Regions from separate parts of the Anas platyrhynchos genome. Here region 2 is linked to region 1. Evidence: chromatin contacts called from public Hi-C data. All regions are on one chromosome and are shown on one strand. Each heading gives the region's core, a stretch centred on a gene start, on an enhancer-like site or on the middle of the called end of the contact. The rest is flanking DNA. Distances are from core to core; before and after follow the strand shown.

Region 1 (3,775 bases), core at 562-3,061:
CTGCAGGGGCTGTACTCCAAGGAGCACTCGTCTACATCTGCAGCGACAGCAGCTGCTGGGAGCCCACGGCACGGCTGCATGGCTCCCTTCAGGCAGCACCACCAGCCCCTGGCCACAAGGGACCACCGAGACAGCCCCCAGACCCCAAACCCATCGGTGACAGCAGGGACACGAGCTGCACGCAGCTTCTCGGGGCCAGGTAGGAGACGTGGGCAGGAGCAGGGCTGAAGTGGGTGCTCCTGCACGAACGCTGGCTCCGGCAAAGCCAAAGTGTTCACACCCCAACCCCTCCTTACCAGCACAGCTCTGCCCGTCGCTCTGCAGCACCCAGCCGGCCCCGCAGGAGCACTGCACGCCCCAGTGGGTGTCAGCACACGTCTCCGCGCAGCCCCCGTTGCGCACAAAGCAGCTCCGCCCTGCAGGGAGGCAGCGGAGGGGTGAAATAAATCAGGGCTGCTTCTGCAGCTCTCCCGGCCCCACGCCTGCTCACCGCACGTGCTGGGCTCATCGGTGCCGTCCAGGCAGTCATCCTCATCGTTGCACATCAGGGACTCCAGGATGCACTTCCCCTCGTCGCACCTCACCATGCCGGCCGGGCAGGGGGCTGCGGCACACACAGCTCATGTCAGGAGGGCACGGGAGATGCTGTGGGTCCCTGACTTGTGGGGAGGTCCCACAAAGTGTCTGCAGGTTCCCACCATCCCAAGGGGAGCTGGGATCCAGGACAGCCAAAAAAAACTTCACACGTACCTCAGGCAGGTCTCAGCCCACCAAGGAGCATCTCGCGTGCCCACTTACCACAGACGTCTTCGTCCGAGGAATCGCCGCAGTCGTCGACCCCGTTGCACTTCCACTCGGCCGCGATGCACACCCTGTTCCTGCACTGCCACTGCCCGGGCAGGCAGGGCTGCAGGGGACAGCCCTCCTCGTCCCAGCCGTCCTCGCAGTCCTGGTGCCGGTCGCACAGCTCCCAGTGCGGGATGCAGTGGTGAGTGCCGGGACACTGCAGCTTCTTCGCCCCACACACTGTGGGGATGGAGCCAAGCTCACACGTCACCCTGCACCCCACAAAATCCCCTCTCGGCCCCTCTCAGCCCTCTGGGGCCCACCTACCGCAGTCCTGCTCGTCGGAGCCATCCGGGCAGTCGGCAGCTCCGTCGCACCGCCAGCTGCTGGAAACGCAGCGGCCGTCGTCACACTGCCACGCGTGGGGGTCCCCGCCACAGGGAGCATCTGTGGGGACAGCACACGGTCAGTGGGATCTCCCACAGCTCTGGGAACAACCACTATGGTCCCCTCTGCCCTGGCATCCTCCGAGGAGGCTCCAGGACGCATCCCCATGCCCTGAGAGGCTGCCCAGCGCAGGATGTGCCCCCCAAACCCCCCCCCAAAACACCACCGTCACTCACCACACATCTCGTCCGTCCCGTTGGGACACTGCCTCTCTCCATCGCACAGCCAGGGCACGGGGCCGCAGCCAGCCCCGCAGGCTGCCTGCCGGGTGGCAGCGCACGGGGGGCCGCCGGGGGCTGCGGGAGGAAGGCGAGGGGGGTGCTCAGCCCTGCGCCATCCCCCCCCTTCCCCACCTCGTCCCGGGATGGGGACCCCCAAACCCAACCCCAATCCCCACCGCCCCCTCCCTCTATCCCTCCCTCCAGCCCCATCTCACGGGCTCGGCGGGCCCCGGGGGGCGGCAGGAGGGCGGCGAGGATGAGGAGGAGGCGGAGCGGCGGGGGGCGGCCCATGGTGGGGGGCTCCGGGGGCTCCGGGCCGGCGGGGGCAGCGCGACGGCCCCGCGGCGACCGCAGCCGCCTTTATGGAGGGGCCGGGCGGCGGGGGGGGGCCGGGGAAAAACCTTGAGAGCCGGGGAGCAGACCCAAAACACGGGCTGCCGCTGGCCCTTCGGCCTTGGGAGGACGGGTTTAAAGCACAACAAGGAGAGAGGAGGGGGGGGACAGCCCCCCCGGTGGGATAAGGCACCTGCGGCAGCCTGGGAAAGCGCTCGCCGCCGCCCCGAGCGCAGCGCAGGGCGCAGGGATCGCTCCTGGATCGGCTCCGTGAAGCTGGGCAAAAGGCACCTGCCAGCACGGGACAGGCTCTGGGGTGGGCATCTCGGCTGGGTGCTCATCACCGTTTGGTGATGGGGCAGCCTGGGCATCGTGCGGCACAGGGGAGGTGCCCAAAACGCAGGCAGAGGCACCCTTGGTGCCAGGGTGCGGTGCTCCGAGCGTGCCAGGCACTCACAGCACCTCCAAGGGAACAGGGGTGTGCAGGTCTCAGGAGCAGGGAGCTGGGTGAGGAGCATCCCCAAAGCAGGGGCGTGAGGTGAGGGAGAGGAGCTAACACCCCCTTCTTCAGCTTGCAAAATGAAAATTATTTCAAACCATATCCCCCTCTTTTGTTTCCTTCCCTTATCTGCACAAGCTGTGATCGGGAAGACCCAGAGAAGAAGAGATTAATACGCGGCACATACATTGCCTGTCAGTTTCTGACAACAGAAGTAGTCATTTTGGTCACATATTAAAAATCCTGTGGGAAAGGGCTGTAAGTTTTTTCACCTTTTCCATCTATCAACTTTCATAACTCGAAATTTATCTTTTATTTTCCTTGGCTGTGTTGATTGCAATCACAAGATGCCCTTTCTTCCATTTTAAGCTGTGGCCTGATGACACTGGTATAGCAGCCTTTCTTCAGCGTTGCCCCTCGCAGCACTCCCAGATGGAGATTTTCGCGCTGAATCTCAATGGAGGTTAGCGCCTCAGCAAGGAAACTCCATCCCTTTATCGTTTAAGCTCTCAGCGTGCTGTTTTCCATGCCTGCATCACCTTTTTTCAAGTTACCCACATCTATGTGGGTCAGCCATCACCTCTCACCCTAGGCAGTTTTCTTATCAGGGACCAGCATGTTCCACTTCCTGTGCTTTCCCAATTTCACCCTACTTCTACACTGACCACCACCCTGACACCTGTAGGGCTGTGCCCAGAGGGATAGGAAACAACTGGAGACCTTGTCCTTCAGTTGTCATTTTCCTGCTTTCGTCCCTTAGCAGGCACTGCCTCTCTCTGTTTTGAGAAAGGATCCCAAAGCAAACTGCAGCAAAACCATTTTTAACAAGCAGGTGAATTGCCTGAATACAGAAACTGAGATTTTTTTTTTACCTCTTCAGTGATTTTGCAAGAATAAACCCAGAAAGCACTGGTTGGTGCCCAACAGACCTGAAAATATTTGCTTATTTTCTGAGAACTCCAAGCCTTGGAGCGCATCTCTCCCATATTTCTGCCGTCCTGCTCTTCCCAGGCCCTGTGAAAATTATCTGTGAGGTGTGGAGCTGGTGAGAAAGGATATCAGGTCCTCTACTTAGAGATGCTGCAGCCCCTTCAACCTCTCCAGGGCTTTATAGTCTCCTGTGAAGCCTTCTCCACGCGGCCACTGGGGAGCAGCAGAAGGCTGCAGGATGGCCCCGTTTTGTCAACCTGCTCCTCCCCGGCTCTGTGAGCGAGCTGCGAGACCCAGGGAGGTTGGAGAAGTGAAGCACAGCCCACGCCATGCCTTGCAGCCTCCCCACAGCTCACCTGTGGTTCTTGCCCTTCCTCTCCAGTTTTTTTTTAGTCCTTTCACCTCAGGAGAGGGGAGAAAAATCATTGCCAGCTCATGCCTACAGGGCAGAAATATCTCCCCAGCATCTCAGGCACGAAGGTTTCTCTGTTGGACATTTGGACCTGGTTACACACACATATAGGTGTGTCCATATGGAGATTCACACACCTGCACGGGC
Region 2 (4,054 bases), core at 1,202-3,701, 42 kb after region 1:
AAAATACAGTGAGGTCTAGCTGTCTTCCTCCCATGCTTTTGGGGAAGGCTAAGCAGCTCTGAGCGAGCAAAGCAAACTAATGTCATCATTGCTCAAAGCCTTTGGTGTTTGTGAGGTGATGCCTCACAATCACAATCCTAATCCTCCTCCTGGCTACTTAAAATACCCATCTCTCCAGCAAAGGGTTTCTGGAAGCTAGGGTGCTATGCTGGTGAGCAGCTCAGCTTCTCCCTTGCAGCAAAAGCCAACAGGATAATTCATCCTCAGGAGGCACTTGTTGTCTCTTCCTGTTCAGCTGACTGGGCTGTGGGGTTTCTCTCGGGGCACCGTTCCAGTGCCCGCACACATTTGAGCAATAGTGCTACTGGAGATATCTCGAGTCTCCAGTCTGGCCTCCGGGTGTTGCTTCGGGACACAGAAGGACTCCTGCAGGTCCCACACGGCATGTGCAGGCGTTGTGCAGACAGCTCACGTACCGTAAGGACCAGACAGCTACGTTTAGATAACTAAATCTTTCCCATAGCAGGCCCTACAGATCTCATACTTAAGGAGCGTAAGATAGGGTGAATTGTATGTTGTTTGTGCTAACTTCTGAGCAAGAAGAAATAAAGTGGAACTGGAGATAGGACTAGAGTGAAAACTAGATATCTACGGAAAACCCAGCAAGCAGGGAACATTTCTAATCAAAACGCATCCTTCTTCCTTGACAAAACAACCTCCTACTTGATCCTCATTTGCCCAAAAATACACAGTTCATCTTGCTTCCTTGAGAGATTCTGTAGAGTACGTCTAGAAGGAATCACGGACTCCTTTTCTATTTCAATACCTGTCATTTGAGGTTGCAGCCTGCAGAGTGGATCACCAAACCTGTTTTGTACCAGGACACTGGAGACCTCTGCAATGCTTTGAGCATGATGTTGTGTTCACAGAGCCTGGAAGGATGGCTCTTGCTGGATACTTTTCAGGCCATCTGTACATGATGCTTGCCCACCAGATCTCCCTGAAATACTCACAAACCTTACCTGAGATCTATTTTTTTCTGGATGTTCCTCAAGGAACTCTTTGTTGGTAGCGGAGTGCTTAAAGTAACTTGACTTCCTATAAGAGAATGGCTTTCTCTGAACAAAATATATGTTAGACTTCTGCAAAGTCAGCTGTACATTATGGAAAATACTCTTCTTGCTCTGCCTCTGTAAATACACAGAAAGAGGCTTCTCTAATTCACAGCACCATCTGCCATAGGTGGCCTGGATCAGCATCTCCGTTCTCCATCTCAGGAATGCAGAGTTCCTCTGGCATTTTCTTTAACAGCACAGAGGTTATGCCAATTCATCAGAAGTGGTATCCCACAGTCCCAACACCTGGAGTGTGTCACTAGACAGGAAATTTCCTGGCACTGATGTAAGTCAGATCTATTTTAAATGCATGTGAAAAGAAAAGAAAAAAAAAGAAAAAAAAAAAAAAAAAAAGAAACAGAAAGGGTGCTCCAGCAATTGATGAAATCCTCCCATCTGAGCAGGCAGGTACCTCCATATCATCACCCTCAGCAATGGCATAAGCATGGATCTAAAAAGTGGAAGGGACATGCTGTTGTGAGCAAGAAAGTTAGGAGGGAAACAGGGAACAGCTGCAGCCCTTGAGAACCAGTGGTCAGAAAGATCATACACTGCACATAATTAATGCATCCCAGATTCCACATATCATCCTCATGGACAGGAGATGCACAGAAGAAAACAACACGTACTGGATCAGTTGCAAAGGGAGCAGCGTCACTCAGTATTTATCTGAGACAGCTCACACTTCTTTAGTCTGTACAGCCTGTTTGTGGTGCTGTTTCCCCTTCCAATCTCCCTTCTCAGCCTTCTCTCACCTCCTCATTACCTCTAAGTCTTGACCTTTTCTGCTTGCTGCCACATCCTCACAGAAATATTTTCTATGGAAATGTTTCACATGCAGACAGAATCAACCAAGCGCAGCGTTGTTCATTTACTCTCAGCCAAATTGCTCCATTAAACAATTAAAAAAGAATTTCCCATGTCAATGTCAATCAGTATCCACCACAGTGGACAGGACTCTTGGGTAAAGGGCAGGAAGAAGGCATTTCTGTTTGCTGCCTGAAAGGGAGCTAAATCTTAAACTGTGGCAGTGATTCCATTTGCATTTTAAAAGAGCATCTTCTGAGCATCACTCATTTTGGAAGCCTTGATCCAACCAACGCTTGCAAGAACACCATCTCCCAGCCCAAACTATCTCCACCTGTGCCACCTTGTTGTGTGCTAATAACAGCACCACTGCTGGTATTGCTCCCCAAAAGCAGCCGGTAAGGCTGATACAGGTTCTCCAGAGCTCTGCTGTGCTCTCTGAAATGCTGAAGTTACTTTGCTTTGTACACAACTACCACACTAACATCCTGCTCCTTACTTGGTCTGTCATTTATCACACGCTGCTGTACTCAGCAGCACCAAAGCACACATACTCAGTACCTCAGTTTTTTCTACAGCATTTCCAGTTTCCAAATCCCCCTGAAATTATATGTGTAGATAATTTCTTTCCCCAATCCTTCAAATAGCCAGCTTTCAAAATGTTTTAAAAAAGTTATAGATGTTTTTTTTTCCCTCTTTCAAGGCCAAAGCAAGAACAGAAGTTTTCCATACCTGAAGGCTAATGACAATCTGTCAGAAAAAAAGGCACGTGAATGGGCTTACTCACTCAATCTCGTAAAGCATTCCTCTGCTAGCCCCCACGCAGCAGATCTGAAGAGACTGAGGAAGGTCTGGAGGAGAAACATGCCAGCGTGGCCTTGGCAGATTAGCAAGGGAAACGAAGCAAATGCACAGCTGAAAGAAAACATTTCCAAAGTTCTCAGCCATGCCAGCAGGCACCAGATCGATTCCCTAAAGGTTGCTCGATTTCTTTTACAGCCACGCTCCACCTGGTATTCTCATCTCAAACAAATTCCCCTTATCTGCAGGGCTGGCTGTTTACTGAGGGCTGCCAAGTGTGGTGGGTGACCTGCTTTGTGGTTTTATTCCCAGCAGAACACAGCCTGGCTTTCCAGACTAATGCATAGCAAGAAGCTGTGTTAGTAGGAAAGAACAGCCCTCTGTCATTATCGAGAAGCAGGGTTCTCTGAAGAGTAAAGCAGGTCCAACAAATTTATCTGCGGCCAGAAATGCATGGAAAATTTCTTTTTAACTGAGTTATAGTTAAGCTATAACACCCTCTTGTACAAGGCATCAGGCATCCCAAAAATCCTGTTGTCAAAGTTCTCCCCTCTTTTTAGGTCCCTGTCATCTTCTTCCATATCTGCATAAACGTAAATTAATACAAGATGTCCAGTAGTGTTTAAGTAAGGAGAAGGTGGCTTTCTCAGTCTCAGAAAGCTGGCTGCTGTGCTGGACCATAAATTCCATATGAAGTGTTTTTATCCTGGTCAGAGCACACACAGTTCAACTACTTATCAATTTAAACTACGAAATAGTGTGAAATTTAAAAAAGGGACATTCCACAGAAGGGAGACTTCGAAACATGCTGTTTGCAGCCATCAGTAAAAATAAGCAGCACCCAAGCATCCTGTTTGCTAGGCGTTTAGCTGCCTGTAAAGGTGTGTCACGCTTCTTGGCCAGGCTGCTGTCCGGAGCCAGCACACCGTCCCGAAGCTGAATGTAAGCGCTGATGAGGCAATCCCGGCTTATTGGGACATCTCTGGCTCACAGAGGTCCACTTGGCTGGGTGCACTCTTTAAAAATCCACATAGTTATAACCAGAAACGTAAAGGAGGTCAGAATCATCTGCAAGGATTTTACCAGCACAAGATCATTACTACCACAAATTTTTCAAATGGAAAAAATAACAATAACTACAAAAATAGCAAGCACTTAGACAGGATAGTAGGCAAAAATCACTATTCATCTGTGCAACAGCATTTATTCTGGCAATGGGATTCCTAGATACAGTCTGAACAAGTGATTCCTCCTGCTGGGGTGTGCTGTGACAGGGATATTTCACTGCTGTTTGGTGACCCACGCTAAGACTTGCACAGGATAGCACAGCA

What was found. Hi-C and Micro-C count contacts between places; a contact is called where the count stands out from the background.
Region 2: a contact with region 1 is called in a Hi-C map of small yellow follicle, with 4 times the contacts expected there. The contact joins the enhancer-like site here to the promoter of LOC110352716 in region 1. A contact is called at or near these places in 5 of 8 Hi-C or Micro-C datasets (liver, skeletal muscle, small yellow follicle and 1 more).

What each region holds. Positions count from the first base shown.
Region 1 is chr4:15,034,854-15,038,628 of IASCAAS_PekinDuck_T2T, forward strand. LOC110352716 reads right to left here and starts at 1,812. Exons shown (of 33, transcript XM_027456780.3): 1 at 1,670-1,812; 2 at 1,410-1,529; 3 at 1,114-1,233; 4 at 799-1,026; 5 at 491-604; 6 at 297-416; 7 at 1-37. The coding sequence starts at 1,745.
Region 2 is chr4:15,076,045-15,080,098 of IASCAAS_PekinDuck_T2T, forward strand. No RefSeq gene overlaps it. Among named protein-coding and RNA genes, the nearest start is that of ERI1, 14 kb to the right of the region's middle. Within about 2 kb of position 2,452, at least 2 of the 8 cell types and tissues checked have an H3K27ac peak or open chromatin away from gene starts, as enhancers often do. A contact at or near this core is called in small yellow follicle, where this site is marked.